Linked DNA regions of Sus scrofa: all the other regions are linked to region 3. A link is a contact called in public Hi-C and promoter capture Hi-C data. All regions are on one chromosome and are shown on one strand. The core of a region is the stretch at or near the end of the contact, and the rest is flanking DNA. Distances in the headings are between cores, read along the strand shown. Region 1 holds the start of LOC100737582 (zinc finger protein 226-like). Region 2 holds the start of LOC100627091 (zinc finger protein 227). Region 3 holds the start of ZNF180 (zinc finger protein 180).

Region 1 (3,994 bases), core at 31-2,530, 240 kb after region 3:
TAAGGTCCCTCACAACCAAGTCCTAGCTAGGGTGCCTGATTCCACCTAGTTCCTAAGGCTTAAGGAGAATTACATCCAAGAGATTCTGAACTCAAGCTCTGGACTCAGGCTGCCTGAATTCCAACCCCAACTTGGCCTCCTACTTGGTGGGTGACTATGTGCAAATAATGTACAGCTCCCTAGGTCTCAATCCCATTTTACAGAATAGGGAAAATGCAATGTTTCTTCACGGAGCCATGATGTGGCATAATATACTTACTTGTGCAAAGCCCTCATCATCGAAGTTAGTTTTTTAAAATTTTATTTTACGGCCGCACCCTCGTTCTGAGCCAGGGATTGCAGCTGCGGCAACTACGGATTCTTAACCCACTGCTTCGCAGCCAGAAATCTGAAGTTAATTACCAACAATACCCATGTCCAATTACACGTTCTATATATCCTCTGATTGATGTGCCCACCATTGGAAAAAAAAAAAGGATGTCAAGTTTCATTTACTCCGGGCATTGCTCTCAGTAGCCCAGGAGTCACTCCTTCTACCTCAGTGCAGCCCTTTCTGAGAAATCACGCTGGGGAAAGAAAGAACGCTGTGGAATGCGACGATCGAGTCCCCGTCTCTGATTAAAGTTAAAGCCTCCCCTCCCTTCAAGCAATCTGGAAGCAATCCTCACCTTTCCCTCCAAAAAAGTCAGAATAGGTCCGGGATTATCCAGCATCACACAGGCAAAGACAGAAGGGCAAGAATCACTGAAGCTGGATCTCTGACCCTAACCCGGGGACCTAACCGCTCCAGGGTAAATTAACATCAAGAAGAGATGTTAATTCACTACGTGCCAGGTACTAGTTAAGACGTCAATTTGTACCATCTCTTTTAAGTCCCCAAACGATTGTATCAGGAAAGTCCTAATATCCTAATATTTTAAAGAAAAGCAACAAGAGGCACCAGGAGATTAACTCCCAACGCAAGGAAACAGAAGGGTGCGTGAAAAGTGTAGGGAGGCGGACTGGGCGAGCTGAGAGCAGGAGAACTCTCAATCCTGGGGATACGCAATTAGAGTTCGTGCCCTATCTGGGTAAAGAGACGACTCTCAATGCACAGAGGCTCTGAGTAGGGAATACACACCGCTGTCCTTGCGCCTGGGTACCTGTGCTCTCCGCCAAAGATTCTTTTCCCCTAAATCTGTTGTCAAGTCCTTGCGGCTCCCGAGCAAACATCCAGGAAGTTCAGAAGGGCCAGCTAGACTCGGAACTGACGCACCGCCCCCACAGAAAACACCAGCAAACTAACACTCGGGGAACGGAAGTGCCTACGAGTTCGCGGAGCGGCTGGACTACACTTCCCAGAATGCATCAGACCCCCGGAAGTGCAATTGGTGCGCAGAGGATCTGGACTACACTTCCCAGAATGCACCAGGCACCACCCTCCTCCCACCCACGCCCACGGAAGTGCAAGCGACTACGCGGAGCATCTGGACTACACTTCCTAGAATACCAAGGAAAACCATCGGGAGTCTCACCTTCCAGGTAGACGTGTTGGGGGCGCAGGAAGTTTCTTGCCTCCACTTCCCAGGATGCCAGGGCGGAAAGAATCCCACAGTCCCGACTTCCGTGGTGGTAGTAAGAGTCTGCTCCTGAGTCGTCCCGCGAAGGTATTCCACAGACACGACTTTTTGAAGTAGAAATCCTCCCAATTATGGCAGCAGTATTGTTGGCACGGGAGGGGGGGCGGGGGAGGAAGTGAGGAGATAAAACCTTCAAAAAATTAACTGAGGAATGACTAGGGGACGGTAGGTGATTAAAAGGAGAGTAATTTGAGTATAATCTGACAGTATAAGGCTAAAGAATAGGCGAGGTAGAATGATTTGGGTGGAAAAATGAACGAAGAAGGTATTAACCCAACTCCAGACCCTGTGGTATCACTGGTTTGGCAGGAAAAACAACTTGAAAGGGCCAAAGTGGGAGCCTGTTTTATGGAAAATTGCTTTTCCTTTATTGAGGTTATTACAATACCTACTTTGGAGGTGAAAACATTAAATTTCAGAGAAGTTAAGAAATTGTTGGAATTCCCACTGCGGTGCAGCAGAAACAATCCCTGGGTCTCACTCAGTGGGTCAGGTATCTGGTATTGCCATGAACTGTGGTGTAGGTTTCACACGTCTTGGATCCTGCGCTGCTGTGGCTGTGGTGTAGGCAGAAGTTGTAGCTCTGACTGGACCCCTAGCCTGGGAACCTCCATATGCCAAGGGTTCTGCCCTAAAGACCAAAACAAAAAAAGTACATTAATGGCTAAGGCTACTTCTTTACCTTTAATTAACGGCATTAACAATGCTGAAAATCTTGGCATTGGACTCCCAATGCCAAGGCTGACTCCCAAAGCCTATGATTTGTTTTTTTGTTGTTTTTTTTTTGGCCACCCTGTGGCATATGGAGTTCCCAAACCAGGGATCAGATCCAAGCTGCAATTACAATCAAAACTGCAGCTACAGCAACAATGGATCCTAAACCTTCTGTGCCAGGGCCAGGAATCCCAAAACACTGCCAATCCTGTGCACAGCAGGAACTCCCAAAGCCTATGATTTAATGTTAGAGCAGTGAGGAGTCTACTGGTGAGGGAAGATGTTTTGTATTAAGAGTTTTTCCTTTATATTTTCTGGTTAAAGTATCTTTATTACAATAGTAATTTAAAAACACATGTTGGAGTTTCTGTCGTGGCTCAGTGGTTGACGAATCTGACTAGGAACAATGAGGTTGCGGGTTCGATCCCTGGCCTTGCTCAGTGGGTTAAGGATCCAGCGTTGCCATGAGCTGTGGTATAGATTGCAGATGCATCTCAGATCCTGTGTTGCTGTGTTGCTGTGGCTCTGGCGTAGGATGGCAGCTACAGCTCTGATTGGACCCCTAGCCTGGGAACCTCCATATGCTGTGGGAGCAGCCCTAGAAAAGGAGAAAAGACAAAAAAATAAAAAATAAAAAAATAAAAGCACATGTTACTGAAAGCTAATTAAATATAGCATAAAGTAAAATGGGGGGGGGCGGAGCACCTAGACTCCTTCCCCTTGAAGGTAAGTTTTTTTTCTCCCTGTAAACATACATATATGTATCATCATATACATTTTTAATGAAATCCCATGTTAAACTCAGTATAGGCTAGACATTTTCTAATATCAGCACTGAAAATCTCTTTCCAAATGTTGGCTATATAATGCTTCACTGAATGAACTGAGAGTTGAAAGCAAAACTGCCCCTGACATTAGGAAGCTGGTGTGACACTCACAACTAGGCTAACATTATTCTCCTTTGGGACATCAATCAGAATATCATCCTCAAAGAAGTTTCTCTGAGACCACGGTAGTGAGACAAAACAAGGACCCTTTATAATTTTGTTTAGACAAAAACAAGGTCACTGTGCCACTTGTATAATGCCAAACATGCCCCTCTTGTCTAAAAGAGAGGTACTTCTTTACCACTTAGAGATTTTCCTCATTTTTTTGTTTTTTTTTGTTTTGTTTGTTTGTCTTTTTAGGGCTGCACCCATGGCATGGAGGTTCCCAGGCTAGAAGTTGAATCAGAGCTGTAGCCACCAGCCTACACCAGAGCCACAGCAACGTCAGATCCAAGCCAAGTCTATGACCTACACCACAGCTCACAGTAACGCCAGATCCTTAACCCACAGAGCAGGCCAGGGATCGAACCTGCAACCTCATGGTTCCTAGTCGGATTTGTTTCCGCTGCGCCATGACAGGAATTCCAAGATTTCTTTGTTCTCAGCTACTCTCCCAAAATAAAAAACTTGAGCTACTAGGTCTTCAAATTGCTACTTTCTGACAGCATCCAATCTACAGTGAGCCATGTTTCCTTAGGCCCTCTCCCAAAACACCCGACCAGAGCCCAAATCCTAGAATAGATTGTGACACCCTTTTGTGACATCTCATGGTTCCCCTTGATGGGTGTAGTCTCACTGCAACAAACAATAAGCCCAACTTGTCAAACCTCTGGT
Region 2 (3,872 bases), core at 438-2,937, 190 kb after region 3:
ACCACAACAACTAAAAAAACATGTAAGCATGTTGGTACAATCTTTGTTAAAAAAAAAAAAAAAAAAAACTTCCAAGGACAATATGACAAATTTTGAGTGTGGTTATTTAAAAAAAAAAAAAAAGCCTACAATTAAAAAAAAGGTGGTAAGGGGGAGCACCATCAAATTTCAAATATATTTTCAGTCTCTCTTTTTTTGGGGGGGAATGAGTGAACATGCCGATTAAATTCAGTATTTGTTGAGACAAATACCACTTTTTTTTTTTTGTCTTTTTTGTTGTTGTTGTTGTTGTTGTTGTTTCTATTTCTTGGGCCGCTCCTGCGGCATATGGAGGTTCCCAGGCTAGGGGTTGAATTGGAGCTGTAGCCACCGGCCTACGCCAGAGCCACAGCAACGCAGGATCCGAGCCGTGTCTGCAACCTACACCACAGCTCACGGCAACGCCGGATCGTTAACCCACTGAGCAAGGGCAGGGACCGAACCCGCAACCTCATGGTTCCTAGTCGGATTCGTTAACCACTGCGCCACGACGGGAACTCCCACAAATACCATTTTTAAAAGTCAGAATACAAGACCATATAATTTCCAAATCAGCTGAGGGTAAATAAAAGGGAATAAACTGAAGTGAAGACAATAAAGGAGGGAAAAAAAATGGATAGCACAGTGAATTTGAATATATATTATAAAAATACTTTAAAGATTTTCAAAATGAATAAGCAGAATATTTTAAAGTATATATAGAGTACTTTAACGAAATATTTATATATCATATATATACTTTAAAACATTTATTTTTATTTTTGTATCTTTAAAATGTATGTAAGTGGGAGAGAAATCCAAACATACATATTAACAAGCAGATTAAACAGTCTCAGGTTTATTCAACAAATAACATTTTCTTAGTAATAATTTACTGAATGAAGGAAACCTGCGGATTAACTGAGAACTGATGCCAGAACAAGAAGGAGCTTTCAGTAATATTTACCTGGGGCTACGGTGAGAGAGGGCAAAAAGGGCCTCCTTCCCCTCTCCGAACTCAGGAGTGGCGAAGAATACAATGCGGTGGGACAGCGCGACTACGTCCGTCTCCCGGAAGAACTGCAGCGGACATCCCCAAGCACTAGCGCGGAGTGACTCAGTGCTTCCTAAAAAGAGATCAGTAAAAGCTCGGGAAGAGCTCGGCCTCCTGATGGATGACAGAAGGGCCATGGCATTGCTACTGGGGCGTCCAGTCAAAACGGCGCTGGTGGGAAAATTAACTGTATCAATAGCAAGAGCCAACACGTTAAGCGCTACCGGCGATCTAAGCTGTTGACAGATCTCACTTAATTCTAATCACAACCCCACCCAGCAGTTACCATCTCTCGCTATCTTATAGAGGAAAGCAGTGGGCACGGATAACAACTAGCCAGATATTATACCGGTAGAAGTAGCAGCGCTGCGTCGTAAGCGGAGGAGGAAAGCAAAGGGAATCCACACTTCCGCCCGCCGCCTCTCAGCCTCCACCGGGGGCCGCGACTTCTCCATCCTAAGACAGCCGACTAGGTAGCGACTAGTCCCCACGCTCTGGCCGAAAAGGCTCAGAGGGGTCGTAGGAGAGCAGGGTTGACTCACCTCCTGGACCATAAAGATGGTGGCTGCGTCCTTTTCCCGGGCCGGAAGAGCGTCTGACTACCGAGCTCCCCGGAACTACACTTCCCAGAAGGCCCATGAACCAAGGGCCGCAGACCCTTGCGTCGGGACAGGGTTGGGGGAATACATTTCCCAGAACTCCAAGGGAAGGAAGGGCCTTCCCCGCCCACTTAGAGGTTCTAAAGGAAACGGAACAACATGAACTCCAGGGAGTTCTCAGCCAGCAACTTTCAGAGACACCTTCACTCGGAGGACCTGAAGCAGTTCTCTGATGCCAGCTGCCCTAGTTCTTTCTCATTGATAGGAAGTATTTGAAGAGTCATTGTCTTTATTTTTTTATATCTTTGGTCTTTTTAGGGCCGCACCCACGGCATATGGAGGTTCCCAGGCTAGCGGTGCTGTAGCTGCCAGCCTACGCCAGCCCCACAGCAACGCCAGATCCGAGCCGTGTCTGCAGCCTACACCACAGCTCATGGATACGTCAGATCCTTAACCCACAGAGCGAGGCCAGGGATTGAACCTGCAACCTCATGGTTTCTAGTCAGATTCGTTTCTGCTGCGCCATCACAGGAACTCCTGAAGGGTCAGAATCTTAAAAGGACTGTAAGAAACCCTACCAGGAAAAAAAAAAAGGGGGGGGTGGTGGATAAGAGCCTTGATAATGCATTTTTAGATACTTTTTATATACAAAAAGAATGGAAGACCAAAAAAAAAAATAGGAGTTCCCATCGCGGCTCAGTGGTTAACGAATCCAACTAGGAACCATGAAGTTTCGGGTTCGATCCCTGGCCTTGCTCAATGCATTAAGGATCCAGCGTTGCTGTGAGCCGTGGTGTAGGGCGCAGACGCGGCTCCGATCCCGCGTTGCTGTGGGTCTGATGTGGGCCAGTGGCTACAGCTCCGATTGGACCACTAGCCTGGGAACCTCCATACGCCGTGGGAGCGGCCCCAGAAAAGTCAAAAAGACAAAAAAAGACCAAAAAAAAAAAAAAGAATGGAGTTCCCGTCGTGGCTCAGCAGTGAGGAACCTAACTAGTATCCATTTTGACTGTCTCTAATTTATGTATCCTGTGTTTATCCTTTGAGAAGAATATTTGCTAACTTGTTATGGGTGGTCATTCTTATTTAGAATATTTTAATGATCTAAAATATTATCAATAATTGTATGTCAACTTTTGAATGCTATGAAAAAATTGGTCAATTTTGCAACCGATGAAAGTGAGATAAAAGGATCACTAAAGGTTCTATTGTTCCCCTTTATTGTTTCCTTAAATCCATTTCAGGAATTCTGAATAAAATCTAACTGAACTGCAAGCCCCTGTTTCAGGATGTTGAGTGGCTACACCAGCCACAAACACTGAAGAACTTCATCTGCCAGTCTCCCACTGGTTGCTAAGCACACTCTAAAGAACGGGACATTCTCCCTCAACAAAGGAGCACATTAGCTAAAGAAGAGACACATCAGAAACCAAGATACAGAAGACTTTCAAGTCAAGTTCCAAATAAAGAAACCAAATCCAGGAGTTCCCTGGTGTTGTCACTGCTGTGGTGTGGGTTTGATCCCTGGCCCAGAAACTTCGGTGTGCCATTGGTGTAGCCAAAAAAAAAGAAAAGAAAGAAAAAGAAAAAATAAATAAATTCGTAATTATTGCTCTCCAGTGCTCGCTTTCGAAGCACATATACTAAAATTGGAATGATACAGAGAAGATTAGCATGGCCCCTGTGCAAGGATGACACAAAAATTTGTGAAGTGTTCCATACTTTTATAACATGAGCAGGAATTGAGCCTTTATATTTTAAGCCACCAAAATAAATAAATAATTATTGCTCTCCAAATCTCACTGTTTCTATGTCCCTTAGCTTTCTTCTATACATACTTGATCTTCTTGGTTGCCACCTATGAAAATCCTGAAGTTATTAACAGTTGCTTTCTTTTGCTCTCCACATATCAATTTACGCTAATGGATTTTAAATTCTGGTGACTCCATGACTGGGGATGTTTTCAGTTTAAACTATTTTAGTAGTTTTTGTTGTGGCTCATCGGTAATGAGCCTGATTAGTATGCATGAGGAAGACGGTTTGATCCCTGGCTGCATTCAGTTAAGGATCTGGCCTTGCCTCAAGCTGTGGTGTAGGTCACAGACGTGACTTGGATCTTGCCTTGCTGTGGCTGGGGCATAGGCTGGCAGCTACAGCTCCGATTCCACCCCTAGCCTGGGAACTTCCATATGCCGCAGGTG
Region 3 (3,991 bases), core at 954-3,453:
AAAACATGTAAACTGAAAAAAAGGAAGACGAGGAGTTCCCTGGTGGCTCAGAGGGTTAGGGACCTGATGTTGTCACTGCCGTGGTGTGGGTTGGATCCCTGGCCCAGGAACTTCCTCGTACCGTGGGTGAGGCCAAAAAAGATGAACTAATGCTCAAAGCACCCCATTGTGATTCTGTCCTATGTATACTGCATCTGTACATCGGTCTGCAAGATTTGACATCTTTCCAACACAACCATTGTAACGTGGCATTTCTATGTCTTTTGTCTCTCTCAGTAGGGTTTTGGAGGTTTTTTCCTAATGTCTCTATCTATCTTACTAAATTTACTTGTAGAACTTGTTTGCTTCTATTATGAATAAATGTGTACCTTTCTCTGCCTCGTTTGCAAACTTAGTCCTGCTATGTAGAGGAAAGATACCGATGTGCAGGCAAGGGGCAAAATATTGTAAGAGTTAAGAGCATGGACTCCAGAGTCAGACTTCTTGGACTCAAATACCAGCTCCGCCCTTACAGTCTAACATAAGTTATTTCATATTACTTCTGTAAAAAGAATAGCTGCTTAAAAGGGAGAGATGAGGCGTTCCCATTGTGGTCAGCAGTAACGAACCCGACTAGTATCCACGAGGACGCAGGTTTGATCTCTGGCCTCGCCCAGTGGGTTAAGGATCCAGCATTGCCGTGAGCTGTGGTGTAGGTGGAAGACATGGCTTGGATCCTGTGTTGCCGTGACTGTGGGGCAGGCTGGCAGCTGCAGCTCTGATTGGACTCCTAGCCTGGGAACCTCCATGTGCTACAGGTGTGGCCTTAAAAACAAACAAACAAAACCCTATTTTCATATAGCATGGAAATTTCAGCTTCCCCCTGGGTGGGGTGGGTATGGGAAGTTAATGTGATGTGAGATGTTAAAGTGTTTAATGTAGGGCCAGGAAACTTTATTCAAAACAAATACTTAATTGAGCAGCTATTATGTGCCAGGTACCTTAGGTGCTGGGGATAGGGCAGTGATCAAAACAGATATAAATCATTTCCTTTATGGAGCTGACAGTCCAGTGGAAAAGGCAGATAAACAATAGACTAAATAAATACCTAAAGTACATAGAATATCAGTGAAAAGTTCTTTCTTTCTGCTTGCTTTTTAGGGCTGATCCCACGGCATAATGAAGTTCCCAGGCTAGGGGTCGAATCGGAGCTACAGCTTCTGGCCTATGCCACAGCCACAGCAACATGGGATCCAAGCTACGTCTGTGACCCACACCACAGCTCACCGGATCCCTAACCCACTGGGCGAGAGTAGGGATCAAACCCGCATACCATGGTTCCTAGTCGGTTTCGTTAACCACTGAGCCACAAAGGGAACTCCAAGTTCTTTAGAGAAAAAAATAAAGATGGGAGGAAGCAAGGAGTACCTGGGAGTGAAGATTTCTTTTGTAAGTTTACAATGGTTGGGGGAAGGTGGGGGAAATACCTCTTGAGAAGATGACACTAGCCTAAAGATAGGGGAATCCTCAGAGGTAGAACCTGCCAGGTAGCGCAAACAGCACACACCAAAGTCCTGAGGTGAGAGCCTGCTTGAGTTGTTGGAGAAAATGTAAAGGCCATCGTGACTGGAACTGAGTCTGGAAAACGGTCAAGAGATGAAGACAAAGAGTAAGGCGAACGGATAGGAAACCTCCTTAAGCCCTTATAGGTAGCAAAGAGAAAATTCAATTTAAAAAACAAAAGGACTTCACTATCATTAAGTACAAAACCAGACTCTCGAAGGGCTTGATAGGAGCTCCCTGGGCTGTATAATGAGTTTGTAGCAACTATCTTTCCCGTGAGGACAAAAGGAGACCATGCACGCGGAGCGTCTGACCAGGCAGCAGGTGCCCAGGAAGGGTCCCCGTTGTTTCCATCCGGATCCTGTTTTCACTGCCATTCCGGGGCGTCAAGCAGAGCCCAGAGGCGGCCTTTTCCAAGCCAGCCACGCCTCATGCATCAGGGCCTTGGCTCGGCCTCCGATCTTGCTACTTCCACTCCGCGGGCAGCAAAACCTCAGACACTCAAACTCGCAGATCCCTGCTGCAACCCTAGAGCCCCCTTCTTGTGTAGCTGCGTCCCAGCGCAAGCCGCCTCTGGGGAACTGGAATCCACCCAATCGCAGCCCGAGCCGCCGAGGCTTCTGGGAGTTGTAGTTCTGGCTCTCCGAGCGCAAGCGCACTTCCTGGTTCAGCCAGAAGCGTAGCCATTGTCTTGCGCGCGGACGCTTTCTGTTTCGGCGCACCTCGGCCCTTTGGAAGTTAACGCGAGAGGCCTTGCGGATGCCGACCACGGGAAGGGACAGAACTAGCTTAACCCTAGTCTGTCGTGTGCAGAGTCGGGGCAGAGAGTTGCTTAACCGAGCTTGTCCTGCTGCAGAGCTGTGCTGGGCACTGAAGCTGGGACGGGCCCTGTTTGGTCCTGGAGCTGGTGGACGCCCAGGTTGGTGAGGGGCGGGGCAGTGCCGGGCGTCCCATGAGCGCATGCGCAGGGTTTAGGCGGGACGCTGCGTTTGAGAGTGTGGGTGGGAGCCCTGGGAACCGTGTGGCAGTGCTTTAGCCTCTGGTGGCCGAAGTTGGTGATGATCCTAGGAAAGCTGAAGATCTCCTGGCTGTGTCCTGCACGCGTGCGCGGTTACGCCGTCAGGTGGTTTGTGTGGGAGAGCCTGAGAATCCCGCCTCCCCTTCATCGAAGGCTGGGCTTGCTTAGTGGAGGACCTGAGGATGACTGGGTTGATGAAGTGCTCAATTGCAGATGCTGGTTCTCGGAGGAGAGGGCATCTGCCATTATTTCCAATACTCCTGAGCAGGTGTGTTTGAGCAGGTAACAGGAGGTGGGAAGTGAGGTTCTGGACACTTGGCTCTGGGATTCTGGAGCAGACACCGCTCTTTTTCGACGCCTGGGGCACCCTGGGTAGTGGACAGACCAAATTGGAGTTGCAGTTTCTTGCCTTAGGAGAGGCACTGCTACTTCAGTGACTGCACCCCCTTCTCCCCTCCGTGGGAATGGCTGATGGACTACAGATTCTTAGCTTGGTGGAGGGACTAGAGCCTAGGTCAGATTTAGGCGGAGGGCACGTGCGCATGTTACAGGTGCCTGAATGGGAAGCAGGAACTTGGACTGGTGATCCTGGGACCCATGTAGGAGACTGCAGAGTCCTAGGACTTACAAGTTTTGCTCGGAGCCCAGGAATGACAGGGTTGCAACAACTCCCATCAAATCGACAGCTGTTGGGGGAGGAAGCCAGATGCTGCCCACATGATTATGAAGTAGGTGTTCCCAGGACCTTTGCTGGGCAGCTCAGCTTGCAGGCTTGAGGATGCGCCAGTTGATAGAGGGAGAGAATCTGGGCTGCAGATTTAGACCTGGAAGGGGCTGGACTCTCATGGCACCCAGGGACTCACATTTGGGTTGTAAGAAGCAAAAAGACCCAATTCCCATGGGAGCTGCCTTAATATGAGCTCAGGAACCCCCAGGCTGGTGAATGTGCAAGTCCTAGGCCTGATTCTGGAGTTCTCTTCTCAGGGTGCTATTTGGATGTTCTGAATTTCTGGCAGTAAGCAGGCAGTGGGGCCAGGGACTTGAGAACCCTCACAGAGGCTTGTGGGTGCTTGAGGTGTCCTCGGAAAGTTGAGGCATAGCGTGGGAGATGCAGCTTCTCATCTCAGGACCAGGGACTTGCACAATGCCCAGGGCTGGCAGAGGACCCCAGTCCTGGATGCAGATTCTGGGTGTGAGCCTGCTCTGAGCACACGAGTGTGCCAACAGGAGGAGGGAACCTCGATCAGTGGCCTCTGTGTGGTGGCTGCTGGAGTAGAGACCTGGGGGACCCCAGTTCAGAGCCCCGGGTTCTGAGCTTGGGAGGGCCAAGGCTACAGTTTGCACACGTGCTGGCTTTTGGGCAAAATGGGGGGCGGGGCAGTCCTGGAGCCCTGGCACTGCCTGTGGATATCCAGGTGGATGGAAGGAGCA

Evidence for each region. Promoter capture Hi-C pulls out the DNA fragments that hold promoters and counts their contacts. A called contact is a pair of places that touch in the nucleus more often than the background predicts.
Region 1: a Hi-C map of liver shows a contact between it and region 3, with 5 times the contacts expected there. The contact joins the promoter of LOC100737582 here to the promoter of ZNF180 in region 3. A contact is called at or near these places in 1 of 5 promoter capture datasets (liver) and 6 of 47 Hi-C or Micro-C datasets (embryonic fibroblasts, heart right ventricle, liver and 2 more).
Region 2: a promoter capture Hi-C map of fetal skeletal muscle shows a contact between it and region 3, with 2.6 times the contacts expected there. The contact joins the promoter of LOC100627091 here to the promoter of ZNF180 in region 3. A contact is called at or near these places in 1 of 5 promoter capture datasets (fetal skeletal muscle) and 1 of 47 Hi-C or Micro-C datasets (liver).

Annotation. Positions count from the first base shown.
Region 1 is chr6:50,770,171-50,774,164 of Sscrofa11.1, reverse strand. LOC100737582 (zinc finger protein 226-like) reads right to left here and starts at 1,280. Exons shown (of 13, transcript XM_021097546.1): 1 at 1,121-1,280. LOC110260999 reads left to right here and starts at 1,416. Exons shown (of 2, transcript XR_002344680.1): 1 at 1,416-1,646.
Region 2 is chr6:50,817,171-50,821,042 of Sscrofa11.1, reverse strand. LOC100627091 (zinc finger protein 227) reads right to left here and starts at 1,687. Exons shown (of 4, transcript XM_013988660.2): 1 at 1,615-1,687; 2 at 986-1,145.
Region 3 is chr6:51,006,704-51,010,694 of Sscrofa11.1, reverse strand. ZNF180 (zinc finger protein 180) reads left to right here and starts at 2,203. Exons shown (of 6, transcript XM_003355941.4): 1 at 2,203-2,461. LOC100627471 (carcinoembryonic antigen-related cell adhesion molecule 20) reads left to right here. Exons shown (of 11, transcript XR_001303703.2): 11 at 1-378.